3 separate regions of the Mus musculus genome follow, and regions 2 and 3 are each linked to region 1. The links are chromatin contacts, called in public HiChIP or PLAC-seq maps. All regions are on one chromosome and are shown on one strand. Each heading gives the region's core, a stretch centred on a gene start, on an enhancer-like site or on the middle of the called end of the contact. The rest is flanking DNA. Distances are from core to core; before and after follow the strand shown. Region 1 holds the start of Mesp1 (mesoderm posterior 1). Region 2 overlaps Ap3s2 (adaptor-related protein complex 3, sigma 2 subunit). Region 3 has its middle 21 kb from the start of Anpep.

Region 1 (3,299 bases), core at 242-2,741:
CAGAACTTCCAGCAGGGTATGGGAGCATGGGGCAATGGGGGCTCGTGCCACCATGAGTTTGGGCCAGCCTGGGCCGTACAGTGTGAGGTTCCCCCTCCCACACACCCCCAAATAAGGAAGAAAGAAAAATAAACCCTCCAAATGACACTAGCACAATCGGTTTATTCACAAATAAATAAATACACACCAGGCAAAGCTTGTGCCTGCTTCATCTTTAGAGCGTGTACCCTATTGGGCGCCTCCTTCCAAGGAGGGTTGGAATGGTACAGTCTGGATGAGGGCCAGCTCCCACCCCGGGATGCCCATGTTGGTATCACTGCCGCCTCTTCCAGGATCTACTCCCTCCGAAGGTGCCAAGACCAAAGGAAAAGTGTCTGTGCTCAGACAGGGTGACAATCATCCGTTGCATTGTCCCCTCCACTCTTCAGGCAGGCGGCCACTCCTGCGGCGGCGTCCAGGTTTCTAGAAGAGCCAGCATGTCGCTGCTGAAGAGCTGCAGGAAGAGTGAACAGCGCCACAATCAACACCTGCCCCAGGGTCAGGTCCGCGCTCATCCGCTCCACGCTCAAGGTTAAGCGAGCAAGCAAAGCGTCCTTAATCCCTGCCTGTCCAACTCCCACCCTGTTCGGACACCCAGGGCACACGGGGATGCGCCCAAGGGAGATCCTGAGTGCAGCAGAGAGGCTGGTCCGCGACGTGGGGCTGTGCGTCGCGCACCAACAGTAGGGGGCGCCACCTCGACAGTGTGGGGGAAGGGGTTACTAACCGGAGATGAGGGACTGGGCTCCATTTCCTGCCTTTCCTGGGATGCTGTTTCTGCGTACAGGAACGATGGGTCCCACGATTCTGCGGCGACTCGGGGTCTAGGGTAGGCAGGCGGGGATCCCCACGACACCCCGCTGCAGACGGCCGGGCTTAAACGGGGACCGAGCGACTGCGACTGCGCCAGGTCGCTGTCGGGGCACAGCGGGCAGCCTCGAGGTGACACCGCGTGCCGCTGTCGCCGGAGGTTGTCCTCGCTGAGTCCCAGCACAGCCGACAGGTGGCCAATGTAGCGGATGGCCAGGCGCAGCGTCTCGATCTTGGTCAGGTTCTGGCCGGTTGGTGCCACGGATGGCGGCAAGAAGCGGCGCAGCTCGTGCAGCGCGCGGGCGAGTGTGCGCATACGTAGCTTCTCCCGCTCGCTGGCGCTCTGCCGCTGTCCGCTACCCAGGCGGCTACCGTGCGTCCCGCGCCTACCCGGGGTCCCAGCACGCCGGGCCGGGCGGGCGCAGGGTGGTGCAGGGCTGCTGGCCTGGGCACCGTCCCACGGGTCCGAGGACCAGGCTGGGGAGCAGACGCTGTTCCCATCGGAAGGCATCGGTGGCTGCCGACCAGCGGGACTCAGGATCCAGGACTCGGAGCGCGGCTCGCACAGGGGCTGGGCCATGGCAGCGGAGGCCTGACCATTGGGTCCGCTGTAGCTTTATCCTGAGCCCTAGGTGTGAAGCGGGCCCCTTCCAGAATTCATCAGCATATCAAAGCCGGCTCGAGCCAGGAGGGGGGCAGGGCCTGAACCCTTTGAACCATAGCAGGGGCTCTGAGGTGCAGGACCCCTTAGTCCAGTCTGCTCCACCTGGACCATATTTGGGGCCTCAGTAAGTCAGGCACCTATGGCCAGGACTGCCAGTTGAAAGAACCATGCTCAGAGAACTGAAGTCTAGCTCCTAGGCTTAGGGTACACCTTCATTTATTAGGGACCCTACGCCATTTTTTTCCATCACTTTAATTTACAAATTGTATAACAAGAGACTTCGGGATTGCATTGGCCAACTGTGGACTAGGGACCTCTAGACACGGAGAGAACTCTAGTTCAGTCCTTCCCAGAGGCTTGGATGTGGCCTGTAGTCCTCCCTGATGTCCAGGCTATGGGAGGCACATTGAAGAAACCATCCCGACCGACCTGTGAGGTTGCTGGGGTGTCCGGGCAGGGGGAGAGGTGAGCCTGCCTCCCCACACTACAAGTCACTTCTAGTCTTGGCAAGATGGGGAGCTTGGTCCCCTTCCCAGCCCTCCCATGACTGGAGCTCTGCTGCTTTGGTCAGCTACAGTGAGTAAAAAGTCCTTTGACAAAACTCAACTCCTTGAGCTGGTGGCACACTTGGGAGGTGAAGGCAGGAGGGTCAGGAGTTCAAGGCCAGGCCTAGCTGTATATGGCCCAGGTTAACATGGGCTACATAAGATCCTGTGTTGGAAAAAACAAAACAAAACAAAACAAAACCCAAAAACCCTGAAAAGCAGAAACCTTCATCTGTCCCAATGGCAGTTTTATAATCTATTTCATAGGATGCTACCTGTTAGGTTCATAGGCTGCCTTTTATTTTTTAAAGATGTGTGTGTGTGTGTGTGTGTGTGTGTGTGTGTGTGTGTGTGTGTGCTGGTGCCCCCACACAGGCCAGAGGTGTCACGTTCCTTAGGATCGGGCCTTGCAGGCAATTGTAAGCTGCCTGAGGTGGCTTCTGGGAACAGAACCTTGGGTTCTTCAAGAGCAACATGTGCTCTTCTTAACTGCTGAGCCGTCTCTCCAGTGTTCTTCCTCCCACATCTTGAAACATGGTCTCATGTAGCCCAGGCTAGCCTCAAACTTACTCTAACCCAGCTGGCCTTTAGCTCCTGATCCTGCTGCCTCAGCTTACTGCAGTTGTGAGCCTGGCTGTTGAGGATGCCTGCTCTTACCATACCTGTTCAGTGTTGTACTGAATGAAGGGACTAGGTTGGAAAAATAAAGAGAAATAAATACAAATTGAGAGATTAAAGCAAACCTGTCCCCACTTATATGTGACATGCTTATTAATAAAGTCTCCAGAAGTTGGGCATACACGCACATGCCTGTAATTCCAACATTTGGAAAATGAAGGCAAGAGGAGTTTGGGCCAGTCTTGGCTGCAAAGTGAATTTGAAGCCATCCTATGCTACTGGACTGTCTCACCTATTAGAGGGCTGGTGGTGTGGTTCAGTCGGTAGAGTGCTTGCCTAGCCTGCCGGAAGCCCTAGGTCTTATTCCAACACTGCATAACCACGTGTAGCACTGGCTTGTAACCCCAGCACTGGAGAGATGAAGATAGGAGGACCAGAAGTTCAAGTTCAAGATCACCTCTGGCCTAGAGTTATGGCTCAGTAGTTAAGAACACTGGCTACTCAGCTAGGTATGTTGGAGCACACCTTTGATCCCAGCACTGGGGAGGCAGAGGCAGGCAGATCTATGAGTTTGAGGCCAGCCTAGTCTAGAGGTGAGTTTCAGGACAACCAGGGCTATACAG
Region 2 (3,299 bases), core at 217-2,716, 97 kb after region 1:
CTCGGCCCAGTGAGCATTTACCACTATGATATTGTCAAATATCCTCACAAGTGCTTATTGGGGTTTAAGTAAGAAGTGTCACTTGGTTTCTAAGCTCTTGGCCAATCCAATGGCCCTCTGACCCGGAAATACTCACAAGAGGGGAAGAGTTTACCTGAACATAAGGTTTAAGACAGCCCCAAGGTTCCAAGAGAGCAATCTGATATGAGAATGTAGGTGAGAGATGCATCTGAAATCTTAAGAGTTTGTACAGCAGCAGGGAGCAGCTGGGGTTTCCTGAGTTTGATGGACATAAATCTATGGCCACACTTTAATGAGTGAAAACTGGTATTTATAGTTCTACACAACTTAAATTTTTTTCTCTTGAAACCTCTATCTCACAATTGCCAAAAGTAAGAGTGATTTTCAGCTAACTTGCCAGGCGCTCTACAAATCCTCTGCCCTGTTTTGCTATGCCGCTGCTCTGCTCTCATTCTAACTCCCACTCAAATATCTGTATATCCTCAGTTTTTCTTTATCTTTTTTTGTTTTTTGTGTTTTTTTGTTTTGTTTTGTTTTTGAGACAGGGTTTCTCTGCATAGCCCTGGCTGTCCTGGAACTCACTCTGTAGACCAACATATGCTCAGCATGCTGAAGGACCTGGGTCTGATCCTCAGCACAAAAGGAACAGGGCTGTCCACCTGCTGCCATCTCCCAGTAGAAAGAAAGCACTTTCCCAAATGAGAGCTAGGGTCTGTAATGCTGTCGACTGCTGAGATTTGCCAATTCCCACACTTTGCAGCCTTCAACTCATCTTGCATGGTGACCTTGCTAAATAGTTCTGTGAAAATCAAAACCATTCTTCCAGGTTTGGGGTTCTGACTGCCTAGGACTGGGCCACCTAAGTCAAGGACATTGAGGACCTGTGCTGATGGGAGTCAGCGTCTCCCTGGTGATCTGGCTGAGCGTCTACTGAGACACTAAGCCAGGGCACTGCGGTACTGTTCTCTGCAGGTCTCTTGTCTAACGTGACCGTTTGAGGTTGCACGTTAGGTCTCCTGCGGGTGCCCAGAGCAGTGCTTACAAAGCATTAGCTCACAGCTGCTGGGGAAAGCAGAGTCCAGTACTAGGCTGAGGTGACACAGCTTGTTGATCTGGCATGGCCTCCAAACTTGGCCCTCTGAAACTCCACGTCAGATAAAACAGATTAAAATGAGCCTGGTAGCGTCTCAACAAGATTGACAAGAGTACACCAGGAAGGACACAGATGCCACTTCAAAGTTACAGAAACTGGGCTGTGGAGTTTTTGAGGGTGGAGACAAGTCAGTTTCAATAGCCTTTCCCAAGGACACAAAGCCCAGACCTCCAAGGGTCCCTCCCATCCCTGGGATGAATCAAAGAACATTCTGCCTCTACCTTTGTCAGCAATCACTACCACTGGGAGCAAACTGTCTAAGAAGAGGAAGGGCGGGGTAAAGCCCTGAAGTCAGGCTTCTCCTCTAGTGGAGCAGTCTTCAAACCTGAACTTGGCCATGCTCCAAAGCTGAAGCAGTCAACCTCGCACACCTTCGCCAATAAATACAGAACGTGAAGCTTGAGGAGTCAGCGTCAATCCCAAATGTAGTGCCTCAGAACACCTCCAGAGCTGACTCCACAACACAGGGCAGCTCTCGGGGGATGGGGGGGGTGCTGGACCCCACCCTGGAGGCTTTGGGGCAGGGAGGGTAGGCAACATCTCTTGGACACTATCAGCCCATTAGCCATACCACAGCCTTAGCTTGCTGACAGCCACAGAAACCTCTAGACTAGAGTAATTTCAATTCCTCATCGGATTAAAATCTTACAAGACAGAGGCACACACTCCTGCCTGGCCATTGAGGAGATAGAATCAATAAAATACTAACCAAATATAAAAGAACACGGTCACTCTGACAATCAGGGCACCAAGTTCACAACACTCATGCTTTAACAAGGAATTCCTAATCATCTACAAACCAAGCTTACAAAGTAACTGGGGGGTGGGGGGCTGGAGAGATAGTTCAGCTGTTAAGAGCACCGATTGCACTTCCAGAGGTCCTGAGTTCAATTCCTAGCAATCACATGGTGGCTCACAACCATCTGTAATGAGATCTGATGCCCTTTTCTGGTGTGTGTCATATAAAAAAAAAAAAAAAACATCAAAAAAAAAAGTAACTACAAAAAAAGCCAAGGATAGATAGCATTTTCTATCCCCTCGGGTTAGATTGCTTGAGTAAATTCTATGAAAAGTCTTCAGAGAGTAAGTAGGAAAGAGATTCTTGGGGGAGAGGGTGGGTCATTTTTTGTCTGCTAGATGGTATGTGCTCTGAAAGAACCAGAATGGACTCAGCACAGACTAGGGAAGAGAAATGACCTTGGCTTAGGGTCAGATTCTAGTTCTCATATATTCCACGTAAAAAAAGAAACGGAGAGTGCAAAGGCAGAACTATGCCCTAGAGACCTGGGAGTGGGCCTTTTTCTCTCTTGACTACTCTCATTCTGGAACCTAGTATTTTGCAGCATCTCAAGACACGCGGAGCACTGCTGTTCTTGGGCCTGTGAACTGCCTTGTGATTCTGTGCCAAAAGTAAGTGTGATAATCAGACCTGACCTCTGTTGGTGGCTTGTACCCTCCTCTCCCTAAATGGTGTGACTGTTGTGGGGTTAGAGGCAGAATATTCTTTGACTTGATTGAGATATGAACCAGGGCTGGAGGTCCTGGCACCCAGTGTTCTTGGGAAGGGCTTGTCTCCACCCTCAGCATAGGGATTACTGCAATGCACAGCGTGGAGGGCATAAGGAGGAAGGCATACTTGGTTCCACCTGGGAACTAGGGAGATAGATAGAGCAGTGCAGGAGAGAGTTGATTCTTAAGTCACCATCATGTTACTTTAATGGAAACTTTCTGAAAGTGTATTAAGTATTCCCCGGACTCTGAAATAGCACCCTCACCTCATCCCTGTTAAGATCAATTAATGTGCTGCAGTGTGACGATGAGATACCTTTAGACGCTCAGATAAACAGCTGTTTGGTTCTAAGCACCCAGACCTACTGCAAAGAGGGGATGTGTTATGCTCAAAACATCCACTCAGCTTCACTATCTTTTCAAATACGGTTACCATCACATAATGTTAAGTGTTGGGAGGAAGAGTGATGATAAGATGTGGACCATGTCCTCAAGCACTTGGAATCAGGAAAGATAAACCTGTACAGAATTAACTATAATAAAAGAAGATTGCGATAAGTACCATGACCCCTACAGAATGCTATGTCAGCTCAGGGAGGGGGGCTGAGACTAAGTG
Region 3 (3,299 bases), core at 304-2,803, 76 kb after region 1:
AAGTGAACAAAGAAACAAACCATAACCAACAACAACAGAGAGAAAGGGAGTGGGGGTTGGGGAGGTAGAATTCTGAAGAGTCTGGTTAGAGTTCTTACTTAGCCCTGAGTCTCATCCTGGACCCAAATCAAACCAAACCAGTTCTTTCAACTAGTCTTTGGCCTGAACTCACATTGGACATTTGCAGTTCTGGCATTATGTAGTCGTGAATTACAGTCATGTTACAATAGGAAACACATTGAACGGGCCCAACGGGCCCTCCCTTTGCACTTGCTCCTGCCAAGCCGGCAGACAGTGCTCTCTCATCTCTAGGGACTAGTCAGCACGCTCTACTAATGAGATCACACCACTCGGAACCAACCCTATGTGTCGGGCTGCCTCGCTCCTGAGTTAGTTTAGATTTGACTCAAACACACAGAACCCCTGGCGCAGTGTGTGATGCCGCCCTCGAGACCCCTGCATCCGCTAGGGGAGGCTTGTCGGGCCCCAGCTGTGGGGATCCACCAGAGGAGACTGCTTGGATTCAAGGTTTTGAGCCAATAGAAAGTCTTTATTAGCTAGCTGGGTGTTGGGGAGCCAGTGTAGCTCCAAGCCCCTATCAGGGCAGCCATTTGAGCACAAAAGCCATGTTCTGGGTTGACTAACAGTTAGAAGTGGAACTACAGAAGCTAAGGGGCAAGGTGAGTCCATTCAGAGACTTCCCAGAACGACAGGATTTGACGGAGTGGGTCTTTGTTCTCGTTTTTTTTGGCAGGCGGTGCTGTCTGCGTGTTGTTTTACGGCCTGAGTGGTACTTCCAGCCCTGAGGTGGTTATGCTAAGGTCTTAGGGCCTCCTAAGGTCTGGCACCCTGTTTCTCAGTAACCAACAGCCTTACAACGTGGTGGTTCCTTTCTTGTTCACATTCCATGCTGTCATAAGCTGGCTGCAGTTTTGTGCCAAGTCACCTGCATTCCAGGACCCAGGTTGAAGGAACAACCCTTATCTGGGGAATGGCTCCCTGCCAGACAGAGGTAGAATGATCCCCATTGCACAGTGCTATGACCCCGCAGGTGTCTTCTGTGAGCTGGCACACCTCTAGTATGTACACCAGTCACTAATGAAAGCAGTCACTCGCAAGAAGTAGTCTAGCCTGGTGTCAAAACGTTGGCTATCCCATTCTCCCCTGGAGTAGAATTCTGACCAGCTTGTTTCAGCTGCCTGCCCCATCCCCACGATTAGTTCTTAGCCTTCCTTCCCTGGGTTGAGACGATGACACACTGTCTGCTTCACACCATTCTGGGCTGCCTCTTCCCTGACAGGGCCTGGGTCAGTTGGACTACCTAAGACCATCTTTGGCCAAGGCCTACTCTGTACACCCATTCCAAGGCAATCTCCTCCCTCACACTTCCCAAAGCCCTGGAGTTCTGTAGCTGGAAATGCAAGCAGACCTGGAAGCCATTGGAGATGGATCCCTTCCCTCCCGTTTCCCTGGTAACATTAGGAAGGAAGTCTCTTAGGATTTAAATTACCACTGGGTGGGGCATCTGGGCTTTGTAGAGTCAAGAACTCAACAAAGGAGAACTACTACTTCCTGATTCTTTCTTCTAACAAAGAAAGGAGTTTTACCTCCAGCCCTGGGTAGGGACCTCATATCCCTCCCTGGGGATGGTGGCTGGCAGGACTTCCTTTCTGTATCCTTTCCACGGAGTCCTAACACAGAAAAGAGCAAGTTCTCTTCCATCCCACACCCTCTCTCTCTTACATACTGGCCAGGAACTGGACCATGCTTTCTCTGCCACTCTGGGCTCTTTTTACCTTTTCACAAAGCCCCACCCCCACACTTTTCCCACCCACGTGATTGTTTGCACATCGCCGTTGCAAACCCCCCTCCCCCTTCACTCTTCTTTTCCTTCGGCTTCCTCCTCCAGGCAGCTCTATAATTTTCTTCCAAACTCCAATAAAATTGTCCTCAAGCTTCCTTGCTGGTCTGTATTTAAATTCTTTTATCACAAGACTAAGAAACCAAGAAGGAAAATTTAGTTTCCCTGGTAACTAGGGACTCCCATTCTATGGCCACAGAGTCTTCTAACCTGAGCTTGTGTGAGCAGGCTGTGTAAGCAGCAGTCTGCCATAGGCCAGGTTCTTCCTGGGCACTGCTTTCCCTGTGCCCTTGCCAGGCTTCCAGAACTCCCAGCCGCAACCCCCCCCCCCCCCACAACTCTCACAGCCTCGGCTTTCTCTCTTCGCAACCTTGGGGTGGACACTCGGTCCTGCTTGGGTACTGTCTGCCTGTGAGCAGGCCCCTGTTACTTGCAGGTCACCAAGGTCTTGCCTGCTCTTCCCTTGACCTCGATCTACACCATGACACTTTCCAAGTCCTGCCAATTCGAGCTCTACAGTGTGCTACAAGTCTGCTCCATGTCTGTCCCCACTGTCCCACTCGGATCTAGCCTGGGTCACCACAAATGCTCTCCCAGTTGGGCTCTGAGGCATCTTTTCTTTCCCTCTTCATCCACACTCTGCTCAAAAGTCAAGAATAAAAATAAAAACAAGCCGGGCGGTGGTGGTGCACACCTTTAATCCCAACACTTGGGAGGCAGAGGCAGGTGGATTTCTGAGTTCGAGACCAGCCTGGTCTACAGAGTGAGTTCCAGCACAGCCAGGGCTACACAGAGAAACCCTGTCTCAAACAAACAAATAAAAACAAAATAAAACCAGAATTAAACGTTGTGGTGCATGACTATAATCCCAGCATTTGGGAGGCAGGGGTTTGAGGCCAGCAGGGGTGGGGGTGGGGGTGGGTGGGGTGGGGGGTTGCCGGGTGAGAGCTCAAGGCCCTGTGAGACTTAGCCAGACTCAGCTTTCCTTTCCCTCCAAGCCTCCCTTGCTGCCTCAGGCCTGCTCTCCATCTTTGGGGATCTTAGTCTGTGCTAAGTGTCTGCAAAGTGGGGAACTGGAAGCTTTACCTCCAAAGGTGGCCATGTTGGGGGAGGGACCTGTGAGCGAGCACTGGGCACTGTGGAACGGATTGCTGAGGTCTTTGTTCTGAAATCCGACTGGACCTCCACCTCCTGCCATGGGGTCATGATCATGCACCACAAAGATCTTCCCAGACTGCAGAAAACAAAACTAACAACCCCAAACTAGTTCATTAGTTTGCATTAAATGAGAACCGGTTTAGAGCTTGGTTCCGGGGATATACGCCTTCATGGTGGGGATTGTTGGAATAGAGCAAGGACTTGGTGCTTGGCAATAGGACAGCTCCTGTCTGTGGCAGCAGGAGGCTGCCTGCTGCTCCTATCTTGGTAGACTAGAAAG

What was found. HiChIP or PLAC-seq counts read pairs in DNA pulled down with a chosen protein or histone mark.
Region 2: a contact with region 1 is called in an H3K4me3 HiChIP or PLAC-seq map of embryonic stem cells, with 57 read pairs. The contact joins the enhancer-like site here to the promoter of Mesp1 in region 1. A contact is called at or near these places in 25 of 39 promoter capture datasets (the 3T3-L1 cell line, 3T3-L1-derived adipocytes, the C10 cell line and 15 more), 2 of 15 datasets of contacts at CTCF or cohesin (the NIH/3T3 cell line and large pre-B cells), 54 of 484 Hi-C or Micro-C datasets (the 3T3-L1 cell line, 3T3-L1-derived adipocytes, the AML12 cell line and 36 more), 25 of 115 datasets of contacts at active chromatin or transcription factors (bone marrow-derived dendritic cells, craniofacial prominence, embryonic fibroblasts and 14 more) and 4 of 9 other capture datasets (adipose tissue, embryonic stem cells, liver and 1 more).
Region 3: an H3K27ac HiChIP or PLAC-seq map of embryonic stem cells shows a contact between it and region 1, with 14 read pairs. The contact joins the enhancer-like site here to the promoter of Mesp1 in region 1. A contact is called at or near these places in 6 of 39 promoter capture datasets (cranial neural crest, embryonic stem cells, epiblast stem cells and 2 more), 2 of 15 datasets of contacts at CTCF or cohesin (both in the NIH/3T3 cell line), 8 of 484 Hi-C or Micro-C datasets (bone marrow-derived macrophages, embryonic stem cells, hematopoietic stem and progenitor cells and 3 more), 7 of 115 datasets of contacts at active chromatin or transcription factors (bone marrow-derived macrophages and embryonic stem cells) and 4 of 9 other capture datasets (adipose tissue, embryonic stem cells, liver and 1 more).

Annotation. Positions count from the first base shown.
Region 1 is chr7:79,792,099-79,795,397 of GRCm38.p6, forward strand. Mesp1 (mesoderm posterior 1) reads right to left here and starts at 1,492. Exons shown (of 2, transcript NM_008588.2): 1 at 767-1,492; 2 at 143-493. The coding sequence starts at 1,429. The coding sequence ends at 425.
Region 2 is chr7:79,889,520-79,892,818 of GRCm38.p6, forward strand. All of the region lies in intron 4 of Ap3s2 (adaptor-related protein complex 3, sigma 2 subunit), which reads right to left. Among named protein-coding and RNA genes, the nearest start is that of Ap3s2, 29 kb to the right of the region's middle. Within about 2 kb of position 1,467, at least 20 of the 459 cell types and tissues checked have an H3K27ac peak or open chromatin away from gene starts, as enhancers often do. A contact at or near this core is called in adipose tissue, colon epithelium, conventional type 1 dendritic cells and 3 more, where this site is marked.
Region 3 is chr7:79,867,753-79,871,051 of GRCm38.p6, forward strand. No RefSeq gene overlaps it. Among named protein-coding and RNA genes, the nearest start is that of Anpep, 21 kb to the left of the region's middle. Within about 2 kb of position 1,554, at least 44 of the 459 cell types and tissues checked have an H3K27ac peak or open chromatin away from gene starts, as enhancers often do. A contact at or near this core is called in adipose tissue, bone marrow-derived macrophages, embryonic stem cells and 1 more, where this site is marked.